Regions from separate parts of the Mus musculus genome. Here region 1 is linked to region 2. The links are chromatin contacts, called in public ChIA-PET maps. All regions are on one chromosome and are shown on one strand. The core of a region is the stretch at or near the end of the contact, and the rest is flanking DNA. Distances in the headings are between cores, read along the strand shown.

Region 1 (6,149 bases), core at 1,669-4,168, 220 kb before region 2:
GATCCTCCCTCAGCTGCCTCCTGGTCCTTATATGTGGGGCCGTGAAAGTGAAAGGCAGCCTGTTTTGGTTGAATGAGGTTTGCTCCTGTGACCCAGTAGAAAACTCTACAAGGGACGGAACAGTGAGCCACGTTTCCAGACACAGGTGCCTGACACCACAGAGCTCCCAACTCCATAATTCTGTGACTATCAGTCACGCAGACAATGTCCCAAGCTTTTGGCATTCTAGCTAGACTCCACCCCCACATTTTCCTGACTATAGCCAGGTATGCTCCTCCCCACAGTTGGCAACAGCAAGATAGCCCAGCTCACTATAAAAGGGGCTGCTTGGCCCCCCTCGCTCTCTTTAAGCTCTCACCTTTCTTACTCTCTTCTCTAGCCCTCCTTCTCTCTCTCCTTTTCCCCTTTCTCCACATGGCCATGACCAGCCTCTTTCTTTCTACCTTCTTTCCCCCTTTCTACAATAAAGCTCTAAAACCATAGATGTCTCTGTTCATCAAGCCCTGCCGTGCTTGAATGATGGGATAGGCTTTCCCCTAAAGAGCCTCATCTAACCTCCCGCTGGAAGCCCTTCCCGTGCTCTAGCCATGGACGGGACCAAGGATTCTCGCCCACGTGGGAACCACCCAGCACCCCCTCTCTCCCTGCCCTCTCCTCCTTTCAGCCCTGGGGGGCTGACCGAGCCACCCCCAGGGGCCCCCATTTTGTTCTCAGCTTTTTTGCAGTGTCCAGCTGTGTCTGGGATGCCCGAGACTGAGAACCTGTTATCTCTGGCCTCCATGAGGCCCAGACACCTATGACGGCCCCTTGTCCTCCCCCACGGGCTGGGTCTGTAGCTTCCTACAGCCAGACACCCACCCAGGACGTGTGGAAAGCATGCAACAGTCCTCCCGTGTCTGCCTGCCCAGAGCACCAGAACTGTGGCGGGACGCGGGTTTTCTCCCACTCCCTTTATTTCCCCATGCCCACTACCCCGCATCTGGTAGCAGAGGATGGTTGCACCATCCATGAGAGATGGAACCAGCTAAAGAATTCACTCCACACACAGAGACCTCTCTCCCTGCCCTCTCCTCCCTTCGGTCCTGGGGATGACCAAGCTGCCCCCAGGGCCCCCACTTTGCTCTCAGCTCTTCCGAAGTGTCCAACTATATCTGGGATGCCCGAGACTGAGAATCTGTTATCTCTTACTTCCATGAGGCCCAGAGACTGCCTCGAATCTGGTAGCAGAGCCAGACCTCTGCTCACAGCTCTGAGCCTCTGGGTGGCCTGCCTACAGCTACCCTGACTAGAGCAGCTACCTCCGGATATAGGACATCTTGGAATTTTTTTTTTTTTGAGACAGAATCTGGCTATGACTGGCCTAGAACTCACAGAAATCCACCAGCGTCTACCTCCCAGTACAGGGATTAAAGGTATGTGCCTCCTGTGCCTGGCTGTGTCCTGTTTAAGTTCATGTATAGCATTTGTCATCTGACAGTGCTAGTTTATCACTTACTCTGTCTCCAACTCCTTGAACACAAAGGCACCCCACTCCCCATTCATGAGTTTCATACTCAGTAGATTTGACCAAATGCCAATTAAAATATTCAAGGAGAAAAGTCTGCATTTGGACCGCCCACAGGTAGGCGTTGTCTTCCTCGTTAGTCCATAAGCAGCAGAGGATAGCAGTTCATGTGTAAGTCATGTACACTGTACTGAGTACATGGTTTAAATCATGTGAGTAGCTGTGCATAAACCATGTGTAAATACCATTTACACAAGGGACTTGAACATCCATGGATTCTGGTTTGTTTGTTTGTTTGTTTGTTTTGAGATAGGGTCTCACTGGGTAGCCCTGGCTAGCCAAGAGCTCACAGAGATTTGCCTCCTGTGTGTTAGTATTAAAGGTGTATACCACCACATCCTTGGATCATAGTATTTTCAGAGGTCCTGGACCCAACTCCCTACACAATGAGGAATGGCCATACATCTTTCCCTCTGTGGCATTTCCAGAACAGTCAATAAATCTTTACTGGACACATGTGAGAGGGACCTCTTGAGCATAAGAGCGCTTTTAGACACAGGCACTGGTAACTTCAAGGCGGTGTCTTTCTTCCGCTAATTACTAAGCCACTAGAAGTATTTATTAAGGGAGCTATAAAATAATTTCTATTTTTAAAATCATCCCTGAAGTGAATCAACTTAAGCCTCCTTGTGTGGTTATCACGAGGCTGTACAGCAGCAGTTGGCAGCGACAGACAGGTTCCTCCAAGAGCCCAGGCTCAGAGCCGTTGGCAGGGCGGTGAGTTATTTTGCTCTGTGATTCCAAAGACTGGCTTGGAGGACAGAGTGCTCTCATTCAAACACTTTTGCTACCTCAAAGGCCATTGATGACCACAAACACAGGAGTTCTGTAGCCGAGGAGGCTAAGATGGGGCCATATGCAAAGCAGCGCAGAGGCCCAAGGCAGAATCATTTCAGCAGACAGGAAGTCAGCAACCGACTGGCCCTGGCCCATTCAACTGCATCCCCCTTCATTCGAATCTCCTGTCCCTTCACTCCTGACCTCTGCATCATTCCACCACTGAGGAAATGCAAGCATTAGTCTGTGACAATCTACACCTTAAGGACAGCGTGAAAACCCTGGGGAGAGAACCTGTCCTATGGTCACTATTGACAAATTCATAGCCCAACCCACTGCCACCCCAGCTCCAGACTTTGTGGGTGGAATACAGAGCAGAAAGACGTGGTCCTGAGTCACACCTCTGCTGTGCCAGAATCTAGATGGACAGGGAGGCAGTTGGGTGGTTTTGTTTTTGAGGTATTGGTGATGTCATCACAGACCTGTCTGTCCCACAAGCCAGAGGACTGAGTCACACCCAGGCAGATGAACCTACTGCAGTTTAAGACTTATGTTTACCTAGCAAGAAGATGACAAAGGCCTGCCTGTACTAATGCCATCCATGGGCTCACTCGCCCAGTGGGACGCTGTGGGTCATCCATGCCAGGATGAGAGGCAGCCAGAGAATGGAAACTGGGTTGTGGCTTGCTGGTTCCCAAGGCTGTCCTTACTGTGGGCCTTTCAGTGTAGTCCTGAGGAGGGCACACGGTCCTCACTTGAGGACCTCAGGGACAGTAGGTGGGCATGTGTGAATGGCAGCCATCCCTAGATAGAAACACATACCCAGCCCCACGGCTGCCCACGTCTTCCTGCCCTGCAGGTTGGCTGTCCTCTGTCAGAGTCACTGAACACCACCACCCTTCCTCTTGAAGCCAATTCAAACAGCCAAATGAATAGGAACAAGCAGGAAAAGGAGATTTATTCAATGTGGCCACGGAGGAAAGAAGGACAAAGATCTAGTGATCCCCTTAAATTTACCTTCAGGGTTCTGAGGTCAGAGTCACGGCCAGGAACATCTAAGCAGACCCTATCAATATGCCCACCACTGATCCCCACAGACTGGGCTCGTCTCATCTTGCAGGGTGGTCTGACGAGTTCTTAGAACTGTGAAATCTCTTCAGGAGACAAGTTCCCCTGCCTGCTCCCAGCCTTTTCCTTCTTCCTGCGTGAGATTCCTGGGGAAATTCCCATCTCTTGGGATCCATTGTTTTAACAGTCCAAGCTGAGAGGTGTGTCTATCTAGAGAACACTGGTTCTCAACTGGTGGGCCCCAACCCCTTTTGGTGGGGGGTCAAACAACCCTCTCACAGGGGTCATATATCAGATATTCTGCATATCAGATATTTATGTTACAATTCATAGCAGTAGCAAAATTACAGTTATGAAGTAACAAGAAAGATAACTTTATGGTTGAGGGTCACCACAACATGAGGAACTGTATTAAAGAGTCACAGCACTAGGAAGGCTGAGAACTAGTGCTCTAGAGTTTCTGCCAAGCCACTTAGAGACACCGTGCATTACACCATCAGAAGCGGGGAAGAAAAGCTTGGGCAGAGGAAGTTAGATGCCAGCATGTATGAAGTGATAATCCAGTAAGCCCTGAAATAAAAAGCGGTTCCAGGCGGAGAAGGGGGAAGGGCTAGGCTGACCAGTACACCAGGCCTGCCAGACACCTCAGGTTCGCCAGCTGAGTTTCCCTGGCCTTTGCCAATCAGGCCTTCACTCTACCCCCACAGGGTTTCCACTCACCGACACGACCCAGCTGCTGGGATCAGGTGGCCGGCTGGGTTTCATTCGCAGGCCCCTGTACCGCAGCGGCTGGACTCCCACCTCAGAGCTGGGTCAGGGGGAGATCCTTCCCCATTCAGAAAGGGGGCAGGTCTACAGGGAGTGCTCCGACGTCTCTACCCCAGGCTCCCTGGAATCCCTATGGCAGACCACACCACCAGACACGAGCTAGGCGGTGTACGGAGGGTGCACACCTGACACTCATTCTTGAAGGGATGGCACACAGAGTGCCACCTTCCCGATGCTCTTCCCAGCTCTGTTCCTTTGTGCAGCAGCCTGGCTCAGTTGTCCCTCTCACACGGTGGGCTATACTCAGGACACAGGGACAACTTCTATCTCCTTTAGTCCTGTCTGCTTTTCTGCACACAATCTAACCACTAACACATTTGCTACACTCCTGCAAATACCTACAGGTACCCCACTGGGTCAGAGCTCTGTTAGTATTCCTGTCTTGAAAATGGGGAAACTAGGCCGGGCATGGTGGCACACGCCTTTAATCACAGTGCTCGGGAGGCAAAGGCAGGCAGATTTCTGAGTTTGAGGCCAGCCTGGTCTACAGAGTGAGTTCCAGGACAGCCAGGGCTACACAGAGAAACCCTGTCTCGAAAAACCAAAAAAAAAAAAAAAAAAAAAAAAAAAAAGAAAAAAGAAAAAAGAGAAAATGGGAAAACTAGACCAGGTGGTGGCGGCACACACATGCCTTTAATTCCAGCACTCCAGGCAGAAGCAGGCAGATCTCGAGGGCCAGCCTGGTCTACAGAGTAAGTTGTAGGACAGGAATACACAGAAACACTGTCAAGAAAAACAAAGCGGGGAGGTGGGGTGGAAAACTGAGGCACAGAGCAACAACAGAGCCAGGCCTGGCCCAGGTTCCTAAGTGCTCAGTACACTTGCCATAGTTGGCACTTCTCTTCCCCAAGGGGGTACAAAGGTGACTTTTCCCCTTCTACTGTGTACCCCAATTATGCAGGATGAGGTCAAGAAATGTAGTCAGTGTGCCCCAGAGGTGCACAGAAGCAAAGGCAGGAAGCAGCTGAAGTACAGGCAGCTCAGTCCCAGCCTGGTCTGGAAGAAGACACTTCAGAACTCTGGTATCCTGGGAGGCAGCCCCAGCCCACCTTAGGGTAGCTTCTCACGTGTGTGAGCCAGCCTATTCTCCGCTTTCTGACAGGGGCCTTGGCTTTGTCTCCTCTCATTCAGCCAGCTGTTGTGACACAGGCCTATGCCTACTCCTGGGGACACAGTGGAGACAGGACAGACCACATCAGCCCTCAAGAATCCACCCTGTTCTGAGATAACAGCTAGACAGAGTTAGGGGTTTTGGACATTCACCATGTGGGTTAGGGCTTTTTTCCAACTCTGGGGCGGGGACTTTTTCTATTATTATAAATATTTTGTGCGTGTAAGCGTGTAGTAACATGTTATAATTACACTCTTCCCCCTCCTGCCGTGCTTGGAATCAAACTGGGGTTTCTCACTTGTAGGCAAGCACTCTGCTGTCGAGCTTCACCAAGACACACCCTGAGCTATAGGCAGACCAGGGCTGAGCAATGGCATGGGCTCTGAAAGGTTCCCAGAACTTGAGAGCTGTTTTCAAGCCAGAGCCTAGGGCAGGTTCCAGACACCTGCTTGCTCCCGTGTGTCCTGCCTCTGCTAAGTGGGTCCTGAGAATCACCTGGCTGAGGCAACTCCACACCATACCAACGCTCGGGGCTCTGCCCCCAACCACATCACCCCCATTTGCCTGAGGTCTGCTGCTACTCACACCGGCCCCTGTCCACAGGCAGCTGCTGACTGCCCCCGGGGCTAAGACTCCTCGGAGACACAAAATGAGAAAAATCCCATTCACCCTTAACAGTGCTCCAGTGGGAAGATGGATTATTCAAGGCTAAGCTGGGCGAAGTCAGATACAATCCAAATGAACTTCACCTGCCTGTTTGCTTTTTTCTAGAAGCCAGCAGACATCTGAGTATTTACACAT
Region 2 (5,750 bases), core at 1,998-4,497:
GAGAGATCTACTAAGCCACACGATGTATGCCTGTACTGCAAATTGCTACAAGATAGATATATTGCCATCACTATTTTTCGTTTTGATGTGGTCTCTCTTCAGTGATCTCTCTCTCTGTCTCACTATATAGACCAGGCTGGACGGAGAAACTCACCAAGACTTGCTTGACTATGACTCTCCCAGAGCTGACATTAAAGACTTGTATCCTAGAACCCTCCCCCGCCAAACTGGGCCTACTCACATTCCCCAGAGTTGGAGTTGCATAGGATTGTTAGCCACCGTGTGGGTGTTAGGATTTGAACCCCGGCCCTGTGCAAGAACAAGTTCTTTAAATTGCTGAGCCCTCTCTCCAGCCCCTAGAGCTCTTCCTCTAATTAATTCAAGTAAAAATATGGGAGCCACGTCCCTGCTGCACACTAGATCACTTGGTGCCCACATGTCACCCTTCTGCATCTTCTCAGCCTCTAGCAAACCAAGAGATGTCTGCCCGAGAACAACAGAACAAATGGATGCTTGGATGCTTACCTCAACATCCAGTCCGAACTGAATGGCAAAGCTCTCGGCTTCGGCAAATCTGTGCTTGTGAAGTAACCGGCTCAGTCTGAAGAGCGGAGAAGAAATCTCACCAGATGCCCTACTCACCAGGGACTTTAGGTTTCTCATTAAAGGGCAAAGAATGCTTAAAAATATGACAAGTTAGCCGGGCTCATGCCTTTAATCCCAGCATGTGGGAGGCAGAGGCAGGCGGATTTCTGAGTTCAAGGCCAGCCTGGTCTACAGAGTGAGTTCCAGGACAGCCAGGGCTACACAGAGAAACCCTGTCTCGAAAAAAACAACCAAACAGACAAACACTCCAAAAAACAAAAAAAACAACCAAACAAACAAACAAACAAAAAATGACAATTTACCTGTTTTCTGGTAACACCTCTGTGAGGTACCTAAGTACTAAGTCAGACACAGAGTCTTCACATAGGCTGAAAAAAAAAATTACATTGTGAGTAGCTCTGTCATGCAGTATTCATGAGTAAATTCTAAGTTAGATATGTATGAATTATCAGAGAAAACAAAGCATGACCTACTTAGGATCATTTTTGTGAATTCCTTCCAGAAGATATATAGTGTCCTACAATCAGAACAAAAACATGATTAAAACCCAAATGTAGAAGCCACCAAGTACTTTATAATTATTAGAAAAAAACAAATACTTCTGGCAAAAATTATCCATCCATTGATCTTAGAATCACTAGGAAACTCTTCAAACACTGAGGAAAGGAAATGCAGTGGGTGACTTGATGTTGATGCCAGCTGACTCTTAGATGCTGAGAGCAGCTTGACCACTGGACATACACTGAGTGCATTCAGGCAATGCCTCTTACAGCCTAAAGTGGAATCTACTGTGATCTTCAGATAGCAGGAAGATAGTCTAGTGACTAACAGAAGAAAACTGATGGAATGTTACCCTTTTGACTAGGATTGGAGCACTGCTAGCCTAGGTTCTTTTGTTAATAGACATTGTGATTTAAACGGAAAGTTCCACATATGTGTATATATTGACTAGATCTTAAAACCTTGCTAATACGGATGCCTACCACGTCAGACTCTACATCTTGCAAAGTTTAACATCAGAGGGGCATTTCTTCAAGTAGTGGACATTCCATTTGTGACGCAGTTAGCTTTATGGCACATAGACGTTCATAATTTGAGCCATGGATGTTCATGTGTACTTGACAGGTCAAACTATGAAGGACCCAATGTCAAATCCAACTTTCTCCATGTATGCCTTAGGTTGAATTTGTTTCCAAGTTAATAACTTTTACGGGCTTAGACATTCACACTCATCTCTGTTTTATTTTATGCTTAGTCATATTTAAATCCAGAATTTAATAGTCTACTAGACAGATAAATGAGATGCATGAATATAAAAATATATAAAGGAAAGGAGATGGCAAACTATTTATAACTTTATTATATTACTAACATTTCAAAGTTTATTAGTTGCTTATAAATTGTATAGTTAAAAAAATGTCTGTTCTCTATTAATCAGAAGATTGCAACATATCACAGGTTGGCTAATGTTACTGGAGTTTTCAACACAGTTGCTATTGTGGAAGGTTTTCTGCATTAATTAAAAAGTTGGTAAAACCTGGCTTTTACCTCAGCGTGTCAGATGTAGAGAACACGTGCTCTCAGTGTGTGAGTGGCAGTGGCTGTGCACTCGCATTCGTGACAGCTGCGCATTCGTGACAGCTGCGCATTCGTGACAGCTGCTCAGCCTGAACAGCTGTGCAATGCGGTGAGCTCCAGTCATGGTTCATTCTTTCTTCAGAGCTTTAGTAGTTTGGAAGTTTGACTGACTGGCACATTCTATCATTGTCAGAACTTAAATAATTCAGTTAAAAATTTTTAAAACATGATTTGAGGCCGGGTGGTGGTGCACGCCTTTAATCCCAGCACTTGGGAGGCAGAGGCAGGCCAATTTCTGAGTTCGAGGCCAGCCTGGTCTACAGAGTGAGTTCCAGGACAACCAGGGCTACACAGAGAAACCCTGTCTCAAAAAAAAAAAACAAAAAACAAAACATGATTTGATATTTAGGGCTTTTCTTTTTTAAAAAATGAGAAGCAAGTAAGGAATTGTAAAGATTTGGGACTTCTTTGTGGCATTGTGACAATAAATAAGCCAATGTGAAAGGAAAAAAACAAAACAAAACAAAAAGATACAATTGAACAGCAGATGAAGTTTTATCTTAATTTCTATGAAGACTCGGCTGGGTCTCTTGAGTATGTGTTAGTAATGAACATATAAGTATAAGGCAGAGATAAAGCGAAGCATTACACTAAGTTCCACTCCCGCTTTTCTTACTTGGAAAAATGAATAAACATACCGTGCTGATTCCTGTTTGAACTAAAGAAGAAACACTAGATACTTCCAAAGAGTACAGTGTTTCCATCGAAGGCAGAGAGTAAATGATGAGGCTTCTCATCTATGAGAAATAAAAATAGAAACCCATCAGCACAGGTTAGCACTTCCCCGTCAAGACATCTATTGACCCATCTTGTACAAAGCCAAACACGAGTAACCACAGCACTCTCTGACTACACAAGTAGGCCTGCCGCTATCGTATAAATGCTACCCACAAAACTGTGTTCTTAAACCACAAGAAGACGATGCTCTAGTCCACCTGCCCCGCAGAATGAAAACATGCGCAGAATGCCCCACCTCCACTCCAGGAGCGCTGCTCCTTCACAACACCCCACCTAGCCGACGCCTTTTCTTCTGTCCCCGCCCTTCCTTTCTATTGCTTTTCCTTTCCCCTTCCCTACCCTTTGCTTTCCTTCTTTCAGCACTGGAGGCTAATTTTAGTGCCTTGCACACACTACTCTTTCATCTCCAGCCCTTGCCTTTTTGACACAGGGACTTGCTATACAACCCAGGAGAGCCTTGAACTCATTCATGACCTTCGGTTTCAGCCTCCTGAATGCTAGAACTACAGTCGTGAGACACCACACCTTGCTCAAATAAGTTCTTTAATTTTTTTTTTTTTTAGAGACAGGGTTTCTCTGTGTAGCTCTGTGGACCAGGATGACCTAAAACTCACAGAGATCCATCTGCCTCTGCCTCCCGAGTACCACTGCTGGGCTTATCTTTGGTTCCTAAAATGTTCTGTTTGAAATGAAGAGCCAAGATTTTCATCCATTCTTTGAAAACTGGGCTCTGCACATTAATTCTTGTTTATCGAAGTCTCCGTGAGCTACAAGTTAGCATGCTGTGAGCATTAACTGGCTAGTAATCCTGACTTCCAATTCATAAAACATACTAATGTAGTGTAAAGTCCCCCGGTACCTTCTCCTTCGCTGTTGCTGTCAGGGTGACTAATTTGAGATTTGTAATTCCTTGCCTAAAAGAGAAGAAAAACTCAAGTTAAAAAGCCATGCATGCTTCTTTTGTTTTTGTTTTTTTTAAGATTTATTTACAGCCGGGCAGTGATGGCACACGCCTTTAATTCCAGCACTTGGGAGGCAGAAGCAGGCTGATTTCTGAGTTCGAGGCCAGCCTGGTCTACAGAGTGAGTTCCAGGACAGCCAGGGCTGCACAGAGAAACCCTGTCTCAAAAAACCAAAAAAAAAAAAAACAAAACAAAACAAAATAAAAAAAAAAACCAAAAAAAAAAAAAAAAAAAGATTTATTCACTTATTCAATGTAAGTACACTGTAGCTGTCTTCAGACACTCCAGAAGAGGGAGTCAGATCTCGTTATGGATGGTTGTGAGCCACCATGTAGCTGCTATTTGAACTCAGGACCTTCAGAAGAGCAGTCAGTGCTCTTAACCACTGAGCCATCTCTCCAGCCCACCATGCATGTTTCTAAGTATGAACTTAAATAAAGTGATATTCTCACAGAAAGGTCAAAACACATTCAGAGAAGACCGTGGACTCTGTTTCACATGTACACATCACAGATTCTGTTTCTACCATCATTCCATAGACGCTCACATTATAGTATCTATTTGTGCCAAATAGAAACTGGCAAATAAAGAATCGGTCCTTCCTCTGCCAGACAGACTCAGATGTGGTTTCGAACACAAGACGTAGTAAATGATCTGAACCAACCCAGACAGACACTTGGGGCTATGGAAATCACTACTAACTAGACCCCCAACATACCAGGTAACAGATGAGGGAGAATCCGCTTCTGTCGTGAGAACAAACTGCTCTACGGGAAGAGAGGGCCAGTTCCACACAGGAGTGAGAGTGTAAGCATCCCACAAGCTCAGCACATTCTACAGGAAAGACACCCATTTAGACATCTATGATTTAGAAGGCAAACGTCAGGCTTCGTTTCTTGGTGCACGCTGAGACGAAGCACAGCACACAGATAGTCACGCACCCAGCTAACGTCCTTGTCTACCACCTAAATGTATTATCAGGTGGAAGGCGTAGCTCAGTGGGAGACTGGGAGCTGACTTCATAGCACAAAGGCTCAAAGAACAAAAGAAAAAAAAAAAGGTAGTAGTAAATGAACCACTAAAGCAGTCTCAGAAACGTACATCAGTATCCAGCACAAAAAGCAGGTTGTCGATCAGCTGAAATGACTTTGCACCTGAAAGGGAAAGGGAGATGTCTAAGGGTTTTATTTCATCTCATGCAGGACCCTGTTTCAACTGTAAAGTCATGGCTTCATGAAAGGGCAGAACTACATTTAAATGACGACCCCATTTTCATCTACTCTTGCCTCAATTTTGACTTTCGTTACTGTTGTTCTTGTTTCAAAGTGACTAATAAAGTACAAAGCCTTGGGCTGGAGAGATAGCACAGAGGTTAAGAGCTCCGACTGCTCTTCCGAAGTCCTGAGTTCAAATCCCAGCAACCACATGGTGGCTCACAACCATTCATAATGACATCTGACTCCCTCTTCTGGTGTGTCTGAAGACAGCTACAGTGTACTTAATATAATAAATAAATAAATCTTTAAAAAAGAAATACAAAGCCTCTCCAAAGGTAATGACTGAACATGTCACAAACATGGGTGAAAGTCACCAAATGAATTTGGCTTGTTTCAGGGTGATAACAAAATGGCCTGTGCTTAGAAAAGTAGCTTGTACCTGTACTCTCAGCATTATGGAAAATCACACAGGAGATAAGCTCAGATTTGAGGCAAGTCTGGGCTACTGTAATCAGCCTAGACTATAGTAAGAGCCATCTCAAACAACAACAGCCACCCAAAATCAGGTGGGCAAGATGGATCAGTGCAT

The links. ChIA-PET counts read pairs in DNA pulled down with a chosen protein or histone mark.
Region 1: an RNA polymerase II ChIA-PET map of memory CD8 T cells shows a contact between it and region 2, with 8 read pairs. The contact joins two enhancer-like sites. A contact is called at or near these places in 1 of 39 promoter capture datasets (the SN4741 cell line), 2 of 484 Hi-C or Micro-C datasets (bone marrow-derived macrophages and muscle stem cells), 1 of 115 datasets of contacts at active chromatin or transcription factors (memory CD8 T cells) and 1 of 9 other capture datasets (adipose tissue).

Annotation. Positions count from the first base shown.
Region 1 is chr5:123,977,565-123,983,713 of GRCm38.p6, reverse strand. All of the region lies in intron 1 of Hip1r (huntingtin interacting protein 1 related), which reads right to left. Among named protein-coding and RNA genes, the nearest start is that of Gm46922, 6.8 kb to the right of the region's middle. Within about 2 kb of position 2,918, at least 123 of the 459 cell types and tissues checked have an H3K27ac peak or open chromatin away from gene starts, as enhancers often do. A contact at or near this core is called in memory CD8 T cells and muscle stem cells, where this site is marked.
Region 2 is chr5:123,763,143-123,768,892 of GRCm38.p6, reverse strand. Kntc1 (kinetochore associated 1) reads right to left here. Exons shown (of 64, transcript NM_001042421.1): 10 at 5,046-5,098; 11 at 4,663-4,778; 12 at 3,842-3,896; 13 at 2,883-2,981; 14 at 1,080-1,123; 15 at 909-974; 16 at 526-601. Among named protein-coding and RNA genes, the nearest start is that of Kntc1, 16 kb to the right of the region's middle. Within about 2 kb of position 3,247, at least 10 of the 459 cell types and tissues checked have an H3K27ac peak or open chromatin away from gene starts, as enhancers often do. A contact at or near this core is called in memory CD8 T cells and muscle stem cells, where this site is marked.